2 separate regions of the Mus musculus genome follow, and region 2 is linked to region 1. A link is a contact called in public Hi-C data. All regions are on one chromosome and are shown on one strand. Each heading gives the region's core, a stretch centred on a gene start, on an enhancer-like site or on the middle of the called end of the contact. The rest is flanking DNA. Distances are from core to core; before and after follow the strand shown. Region 1 overlaps Scube1 (signal peptide, CUB domain, EGF-like 1). Region 2 has its middle 11 kb from the start of Gm34201.

What was found. A called contact is a pair of places that touch in the nucleus more often than the background predicts.
Region 2: a contact with region 1 is called in a Hi-C map of the N1E-115 cell line, with 4 times the contacts expected there. The contact joins two enhancer-like sites. A contact is called at or near these places in 2 of 484 Hi-C or Micro-C datasets (the N1E-115 cell line and myocytes).

Annotation. Positions count from the first base shown.
Region 1 is chr15:83,659,289-83,664,163 of GRCm38.p6, forward strand. The region is part of intron 4 of Scube1 (signal peptide, CUB domain, EGF-like 1); the gene reads right to left. Among named protein-coding and RNA genes, the nearest start is that of Gm52183, 33 kb to the right of the region's middle. Within about 2 kb of position 3,028, at least 6 of the 459 cell types and tissues checked have an H3K27ac peak or open chromatin away from gene starts, as enhancers often do. A contact at or near this core is called in the N1E-115 cell line, where this site is marked.
Region 2 is chr15:84,635,997-84,641,447 of GRCm38.p6, forward strand. No RefSeq gene overlaps it. Among named protein-coding and RNA genes, the nearest start is that of Gm34201, 11 kb to the left of the region's middle. Within about 2 kb of position 3,640, at least 92 of the 459 cell types and tissues checked have an H3K27ac peak or open chromatin away from gene starts, as enhancers often do. A contact at or near this core is called in the N1E-115 cell line, where this site is marked.

The DNA of each region.
Region 1 (4,875 bases), core at 1,778-4,277:
TCGCATGCATATGTACGTGTGTGTGCACAAACACACTTAGCCACAGGTGCATTCTGCCACAGCGCCTGGGTCCTGTAAGGTACAGTCTAAATGACATCTCTGAGCCCATAGGCACAGCTCCTGCTTGACATGGGATTGCAGGGTTAGGTGTGTAACATCAGCCGGGACCATTTGGCCTCTCCTCAGCTGCCAATGGGTCCATGATACCTTTGTATCCACTAAGTAAGCTCTGTTTCCTCCCTGTCTGCCTGGCATTGCTTGGACCTCCTTATGATGACCCCAGTTGATGTTTATCTTCTTGGTGATTTGTGAGGAGTTTCCAGAATTTATGAGGGGGTCAAGTGAGGGGTTGCAGGTCACAGGCAGATCAAAAGGCAGAGAGCCGCTGTGTGCTGCACACTGGCTCTGGGACCTGATGTCCCCTCCAGCTGAAAGAACTCGGTGAGTGAAGCTGTCTGGGAGAGGGAAGAAACCCCTGAGGTGGTAATATCTCTTCCTCAGGGGCCACACTGGGTCCTGGTACAAAGCAAGAGAGCGTAACTGTGACCCGGTGGGCTGTACATGGGCTGTTAATAACTTGGACATGTTTCAAGGGACAAATCTCTGGCAGTTATACTATAGACCAAGAAAGTCTTGGGCTGGAGGTGTGGCTCAGTAGAGTGCTTTGGCTAGCATGGCAGCAGCCACAAGTTCTTTCCCAGCATTGTGATAAAGTTTTTTTCTTACGAAGAAAAAAGAAAGCAGTCTAAAGTGAATTTACAGATGGAAATGAACTACAGCCCCATTTTGTTCAACACCTGACTTATCACTGGGATGCCTTGCCTGGCATCTCTTCTTCTCCCTCCCTTTGATTTGCTCATCAGTTCAAGCCAAGCGGCTATAGCAGTGCAGAGACAGACTGACCTACTGACTTTGACTTACTGACCCATGACAGACAGGCAAAACACCCAGGGCACCAAAGGAAGTCACACCACCCCTTTCCTCGCCTCAATTTTCAACGGCACCCAAGCCTGATGGTGGTGACGGAGGCCTGATGGCCCCTGTTCTGTAGTCACCGGGAGGGAGGTGACCTGTGGCCAGAGCCTATTTCTGTACAAACACTCACACCTCAGCTGGTCACCACTAACCAGGGTTGCTCCTGAGCCAGTATGAGCCAATCCCAGCATGCAGCTTCATTAGAAAGCCCATGTAGGCTCGAGGAGGTGTGGACATCAGTCTGGCTTCCCCAAAAGCCGTGTGCCTTCCCGTCTCTGAGCCTCACCCGTGAACATGCATGACACCGATACCCTCATCCTTGAGGATTAGGTAGAAACATTCACCAAGGCCACAGACAGGAAGATGCCCAGTGCTTGGCTGGCATTCAACAGTCCAACTACCTCTGCGGACCCCGGCCTGCTCCTGCAGATCTGTGAGAGGCAGCTCCCTGATGGGTGCTGGCAGGCAGATGCAGAGGTGGCTTCAGGATAGGAACTTTCTCAGTCATCCAGCCACTTCTAGTTTCCTGGGATGCCTTGCCTGGCAAGAACCTGGCTACCAAGCAGCCTCCTTGACTCATGATGGGCACTCTCAGTGGGCAGCTCACAGTCTAGGTCATGCTAACTCCTTGCTGATGTGGCTGCTCCTATAGCTCTCCAGCAGTTCAGATGTTCCCATGTGCATTCTCCTGGGGCCCACAATCCCATACTGCCCGCAGTATCCCCTAGCTTCTCCTTCCTGGTTCCTTCCTCCTGTCTTCCATAAATGACTTCCGAAAAGGCTACCTCTGAGTTCATCCATCAGTTACAATAAAGCCTCTTGACCCCCCAGGTTATCCTCCAGGCCACAGTGATTTTGCAGAGCTGCCCCAAGCTAGCCCAGATCAATACCCCAACATACCTGGTTTATTGTTCCAGGCATGGAAGAGCCCATAGGCTCTGTTTAGCTCAGCTTATTTGAGGTGAAGAAAGGGAGATTGAATTTCCATTTCTAGTCAAAGAATTGCAACTTCTGTGAAGCCTCACACATCGCCAGCCAGCCATGAATGTGGCCCTGAGGAGCTGGTGTGGCCCTGAATCCTGGACCACAGAGAGCTATGTTTTAGAAACTGCCATGCCTTCTCCTCCTGAGGATCTGTCGCCATCAAGTTTTTCCTTTCCAGTGTCCAGACTCTAGTCATGAGCTAAGGGGTCACACTCTGGAGAGACTCTGGGGCAGTGGTCCAACATCACTGTGGTTGCTGCAGCCAATGGTCAGTGGTGTGGCTGCAGGAAGGGACCAGGGAGCCACAGAGCTGGTCTTAAGGATGCAGCCAGAAGATTCCAAAAGTTTCCTCTTAGTCTGCTCTACAACTGGTGTGTGTGTGTGTGTGTGTGTGTGTGTGTGTGTGTGTGTGTGTGTGCTCATGAGCTAGCACACACATGTGAAAGGTCTCTGTCCCCCACTGTAACCTTGGGGCAAAGCCAAGGTTCCCCAGCTTAGTCTCTTATCCCAGGCTCCCGTACCAAGCCATACAGTTAAAATCTTTGTTGGATTTAAAAGTTACATCTTAAAACTCACCACACGCAAACATAATGATCTTCACCAAAAACTATATTTTCTAGAATCAAGGAGAATGCAGGCCCAAGAGGCACAAGTTTGCAGTAGGCACGCGAGGCACTGGGTACCAGCCACTCCTGTGGTTCAGACTCCACAATGGAAGATGCTCCCCAGCCTCTGGCCTCTGCATGGCTGCGCTGGCAACTTTGGCTACAGATGGTTACCCAGCCAGGGTAGGTAGCCTAGTATATAGCTTCTGTGACTCAGGACTGTAGGCCTTGCTTACTCTGCCTGGACCACGTCTGCTCCTGAGAGGGTTGCAAACCACATGCTTTCCTACACATCTCCCTAGGTGTAGGGATGGGGGCCACATGTGCCAAGTTCAGAGAAAGCCTGCTTGCTTCCCGCTACAGAGGAGTTGCAAGAATTTCAGTCATTCCCGGAAGTCCTGGTTTTCACGTGCCTGGTGCCCGCCAGCTCAAGGCTAATCTGATCTGACCCATGCAAATCCAATTATGCTCTGCAAACTTGGGCTGAGTGTCTCCTTAGTGCTAGGCCAGGCGGGGTATAATGGGGAGACAAGGCCCTTAGCTGCCACATCGATTGCCAAAAGGAGCTAGCACATGCTATGAGCAACTTGCCTCGTGTCTGAGCCTCAGCTTCACCTGATGGGCAGAATTAGAAGACCATGGGTCTGACTTCTGAGGCGGGACAAGTGACTATAAAGTTGTCCCTGGACCTCAACCCAGGCAGGAGGAAGCCATGGGAAGCTGTAACTAGAGGGGTGAAGTGCAAGAGGACCTCTGCATGCTTTAGAGAGACAGGGTTTCAAGCCAGGAGCTAGGGGAAAGCTGTCACAGAACCCTAAGTGGGACTAAGAAGCGGCTGGGAGGGTGGAGGTTTATTAGGGATCTCTTTTATAGTCTCTTCCTAGACCAGCCTCTCTCAACTTGTGGGTTGAGACCCCGTTGGGGGAGTGTATATCAGATATCCTGCCTATCAGATATTTACATTACAATTCATAACAGTAGCGAAAGTATAGTTACAAAGTAGCAACAAAAATAATTTTATAATTGGAGGTCACTGCAACGTGAGGAACTGTATTAAAGGGTCAGAGTATTAGAACGGTTGAGAATCTCTGTCCTAGAGTTCTCTGGAAGATGAGATGCATGGCCCGAAGCCCCCACTACACTGCATTTGCTCTTTACAAGTCTGAGAAGGGGGCATGCCCACGTTGCAAACCACCCGTGCATATGGGTCGATGTGGTGGAAGATGTGTCTGGCCACATCCGGCCCAGTGTCTCTTTCCATTGCCTTCCCTGGATCCTTTGAGAGGCCCTATGGTGCTTTCCCACCAGAGACTCTCCCATAGGGCAGCTGTCAGGTTAGGAGATGGTCCCATGTGTGCCTTGCCTGCCGTACCAGTGTGCATGTCACATTCCCCCAACACAGGTCTGGCACCTTTGTCCCAGTTAGAGTTGGAATGTCTGCCTCCCAAGGGTCATTGCTATGGCAACATCATCAATAATATCACTATCTCAGTTCTTGTCCCTCAAACACAGAGGAGGACAATGGCCTTGCCCCACCCCCACCCCCCACCCCGCTCCAATTCGGGAGGAAGGGTTTGCTTTCCCTTTACAGAAAGTAAAAGTGCCAAGAAAGAGCCTGGGACCTTAGGGGACGTCCACAGCCCAGAATTACCCCAGCCTATCAGGGAAAAGGAAACCCAGCTTGTGGTCTCAGAAAGAACCCCAGAGAGGCTAGGTGAATGGCGGGAGCACAGGACTGACCTGGGGAAGAGAGAAGATGAGGAGGACCCCTGGGGTGCCTGCCTGGGGGTCATATTTTGTGCTAACCTACAGATATGTCATCTTGTCAACTTCCAGGCCAGCCTTAGGGGGATGTAAGCTGGGGTACCACATGCCCTTCTGAGACAGGGGCATTCCCTAACAGGTATAACAGCATCTGTCCATGGAGTGTGGGTCAAAAGTCTACTGTCACATGACCATACAACTCAAGCTTTCATAGAAAAAATTGTGTGTGGGGGGGAGCGGGGGGTGGGGTGGGGAGTTGTCCTCACCTGTAGCCCTTCAGCCTGCTTTTGGGCAAATCTTGATTTAGAGGGGCTCTGGCAATTGTTGCCTAGACCCCAGCTTCTCATGAGCCCAGGGAGTCACTGTTGGGTAGAACAGAGACTGTAGCTTCACCCACCCAGACCTCCTCTTGCTGATCTCCTTAACTGGACATCTTGGAGGCTGAGTGCTAGAAATACCACAGCTCCAGCAGTCTCCAGTGGCCACTCTAACACTCGCTCACTTCTCATTTCTGGTCCCCAGTCGGCAGCATCTATGGTCCCTTAAG
Region 2 (5,451 bases), core at 2,390-4,889, 980 kb after region 1:
GCAGGAACTGAAGCAGAAACCATAGCTTTCAGGCCTGCTTTCTTATATGACCCAGACCCGCGTACCCAGGAGTGGCCCTGCCCATAGTGAGCGGGGCCATTCCACATCAATTATTAATCAAGAAAATGTCCTACAGACTTGCCTCCAGGCGGTTCCCAGAGAGGAGGATAAATCGCTGAAGTTTGGCAGATGTCTAGCTCAGTGACACCTCCCCACATGAACCAGTTGTTCTGGGTGTGTCATTCAGGAGTCCCAGTGGATTCTGGGGGACCATGTATCAGTGCGGGTCTCCCATCTCCCACAAATGCCCTGCCCTGTGGGCAGCGTCAATGAGAGCCATGAAGCATGCGCAGAGCATGCATGACAAATCTCTGCCTTTCACTCGCTATTATTATTATTATTATTATTATCTTAAAACTACACTTTAAAAGAAAATAGCCTTAGATTGGAGAGACGGCTCAGTTAGTACCATGCTTAAGTACAAGCAACTGAGTTTGATTTCCATAAATTCACATTAAAAAAAAAAAAAAACCTACACATGAAACTCAAGAAGAATGAAGACTGAAGTGTGGACACTATGCCCCTCCTTAGAATTGGGAACAAAACACCCATGGAAGGAGTTACAGAGACAAAGTTTAGAGCTGAGATGAAAGGATGGACCATGTAGAGACTGCCATATCCAGGGATCCACCCCATAATCAGCATCCAAATGCTGACACCATTGCATACACTAGCAAGATTTTATTGAAAGAACCCAGATGTAGCTGTCTCTTGTGAGACTAAGCCGGGGCCTAGCAAACACAGAAGTGGATGCTCACAGTCAGCTAAGGGATGGATCACAGGGCTCCCAATGGAGGAGCTAGAGAAAGTAGCCAAGGAGCTAAAGGGATCTGCAACCCTATAGGTGGAACAACATTATGAACTAACCAGTACCCCGGAGCTCTTGACTCTAGCTGCATATGTATCAAAAGATGACCTAGTCGGCCATCACTGGAAAGAGAGGCCCATTGGACTTGCAAACTTTATATGCCCCAGTACAGGGGAACGCCAGGGCCAAAAAGGGGGAGTGGGTGGGTAGGGGAGTGGGGGTGGGTGGGTATGGGGGACTTTTGGTATAGCATTGGAAATGTAAATGAGCTAAATACCTAATAAAAAAATGGAAGAAAAAAAAAAAGAAAACCCATACTGGTTTTCTTGGTCTACATTTCATCCCATCTCAGTATCCCACACAATTATTGTCTTTTTCGGAGTCTCGTTATGTATCCCAGGCTGGCCCTGGATTCACTTCACAGCTGCTGTATCACTTTCCCTGGGGAGATGTGACAAATATCTATGCATCCCAGACAGGACGTTGAAGACAGACCAAAGAGACAGTTCCATTTAAAACCTACCCCAGTGAACCAGTGAGTTTTTTAGAGTTACTTACAGAAGTGTGAGAGAGATTACTCACAAGGGCATTACTGAGGGGTTACTCACAGGAGCAGGGAGTTCAAGGGCAACTATGTCACTAAGAAGTCAACTCCAGCACAATAATGACTCACAAAAAGCTGTATCCCTAAAGCTACCTGTGCAGCTTGCAGACAACTCTTAGAGTCTCCTCTTCTCAGCCACTGTTACTACTTACATAGCCTTGGGGAGAGACCTTGTGAATCTTGTAAGTTTCAGGAAGTTCCTGAGCCTTGCAATTTTAGTTTACTTCCTGGGCCTTGAATATATCAGTGAGTGGCCTCTCTCCTCAATAGCAGTCCAGGCTCTGTAGTCTTGTTTGGTTTTTTTTTTTTTTTTTTTTTTTTGAGACTTTCTTTTCCTAAACAGAATTCATAGTCATTGCCCCATGTTTTCAAAAATACACTATAAACCTGTGTGGTGGTTTGAATAGGAGTAGTCCCCAGAGGCTCATAAATTTAAAGGATTGGTCATTAGGGAGTGGTATTACTTGACAGGGATTAGGAGGTGTGGCCTTGTTGGAGTAGGTGTGGTCTTGTTGGAATCAGTGTGGTCTTGTTGGAGGAAGTCGTCACTGGGGATGGGCTTTGGGGGTCTCAAATGCTCAACCCAGGGCCAGACTCTCTCTCTTCATGCTGCCTCCAGATCTGGATGTAGAACTCTCAACTGTTACAGCGCCAAGTCTGCCTGTGCTCCACCATGCTCTTCCACCTGACAATAATAAGCTAAGTCTCTGATGCTGTAAGCAAGCCACAATTAAACGCTTTCCTTTATAAGAGTTGCCATGGTCTTGGTGTCTCTTCACAGCAGTAGAACACTGAGTACACTGACTAAGACAGCCTGTGAGGATTCATTTTTATAGTTAGCCTGACAGGATTTAGAATCTCCTGGGAGACCATCTCCGAGTGTGTCTGTGTGTGTCTGTGTGTGTGTGTGTGCGCGCGTGTGTTTATGTTTCTGTGTGTGCATGTATGCATGTGTGTGTATGTGAGGGTGAAGAAGTTGTGGGGAAAGTGTGTGTGTGTGTGTGTGTGTGTGTGTGTGTTTTCAGAGAAGTTTAACTGAAATGAGAAGGCCCACCCTTAACAGGCAGCAGAAGCCTTTGTGTGCTGGCATCTCAGACTGAAAGAGGAAAAGGTCACATGTCTCTCTGCTTCCTGGCTGAGCTCACAGTGTGACCCAAGGCCTGCAACACCCCCTGTGTCTCAAACTGTGAGGCAGAACAAACCCCTCCTTCTTAAGCAGCTACTGTCTGGTATCTTGTCACAACCAGGGAGAGAAACATAAGACAAAAGCCAATGCTTCACCCACATCCCTAACTTCACACACACACACATACCCTAACACACAGACACACACACATACCCTAACACACACACACACACCTTAACACACACAGCCACACACACACACACCCTAACACATACAGCCACACACACACACCCTAACACACACACAGACACACACACACCCTAACACACACAGACACACACCCTAACACACATAGCCACACACACACCCTAATACACACAGACACACACACCCTGACACACACACAGACACACACACACACCCTAACACACACAGACACACACACACACACCCTAACACACACATAGACACACACACATACACACACAGCCACACACACATACACACATGCCCACACCCCCCCCCATGCATTCTATTCAGCATTGGCATTTCTAACTTCAAGATGAACTTTGAGTGTGAGTATGCCTTCCTGCAGTTATGAGCTGTGCTCCAGTAGACAGTGTAAACCTCTTCCCACATCCCAGAAGTTCCCTGAGCCCCACTCGGTCCTCTGACTTCCTGAACTCTGCAGCCAGATGGGCCTCCAGAAAATGCAGACATTTAAGCTGCTGCCAGAGACCCAGGGTGAACCTCTACCAGGCCCTGCCTGGCTGATTCTTCCTCTATGGCGTTCGTCCCTGACCTAAACGGCTAAGTTCCTCTGAGCTGTCTGAGGCTCGCTTTCAGGGTAAACCCTGTGTGGTTAGAATTCCCAGGGACCCGGGTCCAAAGTGCAGTCCCAGCTTCTGGACCCTCTTTAAATGAGCACACAAAAGAGGGTCACAAGACAGGACATGTGCACATCCGGGATGGTTGGTGATGGCCACTCTGTGGTCATCTTCCAAAGCCCGTGCTCCCTGGCTGGCTGTGCCTGGGCTATTTGGGAGAACACGCTGTTCCAGGCCAGAACAGTCTGGCTCTTCCAAGAACTGAAGATGAAAGGCCCTGGGCTTCTGTAGTTCGTTAACAATTCCTTTCTTCCCTTTGCCCAGCAGAAGTTTCCATTCAACCATGGAAACATTTTTCAAATTAACTGTCCCCTCCCAGAACTGCTTGGCTTGGAGGCTGAGGAGAGATAGGGGCCTGGGCTTCCTCACAGTCTAAGTGACTGGAGATATCTGTTCCCACTTTGGAGGCTTGGGGCCCTGGGGGCAGGCCCTTCTGCTTCCAGATGGGCTGAGAGGCCACTCAGGAGAGCAAGGGTCAGAGTGCAGCTGGCCAGTGGACACTGCTCAGTCTTTGAGCTTCTGCCAGCTGTGGCTGAGGAACGAAGGATGGGACTCCAGAGAGGGGACACCAGGGAGGGGACACCAGGAGGGAGACATCAGGGAGGAGACACCAAGGAGGGGACACCAGGGAGGGGACACCAGGGAGGAGACACCAGGGAGGGGACTCCAGAGAGGGGACACCAGGGAGAGACACACCAGGGAGGGGACACCAGGGAGCCTCTGTCATTCATTTGTGTTCCTCAATAGTCATTCTTCAGCTAGATATGGACATGCCCCCATGGGTGAGGACTAGGCTGGGCTTGGAGACAGACAGGCACTCTCTCTCTCTCTCTCTCTCTCTCTCTCTCTCTCTCTCTCTCTCTCTCTCACACACACACACACACACACACACTTTTGTCAACTTGCTGTGAGGACCCTGAGGGGAGTCAGCACTGGCACACTGCATTCACTGCACTGAGGAGAACCTATTTTCTGGTTCTAATTGTGAGCCACAAACTGGGCTTGATGTTGACGTTCTAAAATCTCGGCATCAAGGGCTAGATAGAGAGAAGGCTCAGCGGTTCAGAACACTGACTGTCCTTCCACAGGACCAGGGTTCAAATCCCAGGACCCACATGTCAGCTCACAACCATCCATAACTCCAGTTCTGGAAGATCTGATACCCCCAGACGGACAGGCATGCAGGCAAAACACCAATGCACATAAAATTAAAATCGTTTTTTTTTTAACAATCTTTGCATTGAGTGGGTGGCTTATGCCTTTTACCTCAGCACTATCTCTGGCCCAGAACACCACTCCTGAACACCGGCAACAGTGAACTGGAAGGACTCTATAATAGCGTCCAGGGGAATTGAGCATGGTGGCATATATCCAGTAACCCCACTGCTGTGGAGGCTGAAACAGAAGACTGCAAGCTCAAGCCAGCCTGGGCTGTGAGTCAAAACCTAGAGAACTGTACCAATGTGCACAACCAGACCCTTGTCAGAGCCCCTTGCAGACAGAGAAGGGACTCTAGCCAGCCGGAGCACGCCACACATAGTTCTGTCAGGCCTTGCCCTTCTCTCCCATGCCCTCTGCCTCGCATTCCTAAAGCTGGCCACCAAAGTCTATTCGCTTATTTGTCTACTTGTCCTGAGGCTGACTGACTACCAAGGTCCAGCTATCAAAGTATTGACATCCAGCAATCGAAAGCTTTGGCTCACCTAGTTAACCTGCCTAATCAAAATTAAACACTGCATCCTAACGCAGGGTTTCCCCCTTTTATCTTCATAAACTGCCATTTGCCTAAGGGCCACGTCTGCCTTCTCACTATCCAGAGGCAGACCTGTGCCTCTCGACTCTGGGACAAATGCCCTTGCCCTCTCTCCCTTGTCCACTCCCCCTTCTCCCTTGTCCCCTCCCCCTTCTCCCTTGTCCCCTCCCCCTTCTCCCTCATGTCCTGTCTTTGACTCTTATTCCCTGCACT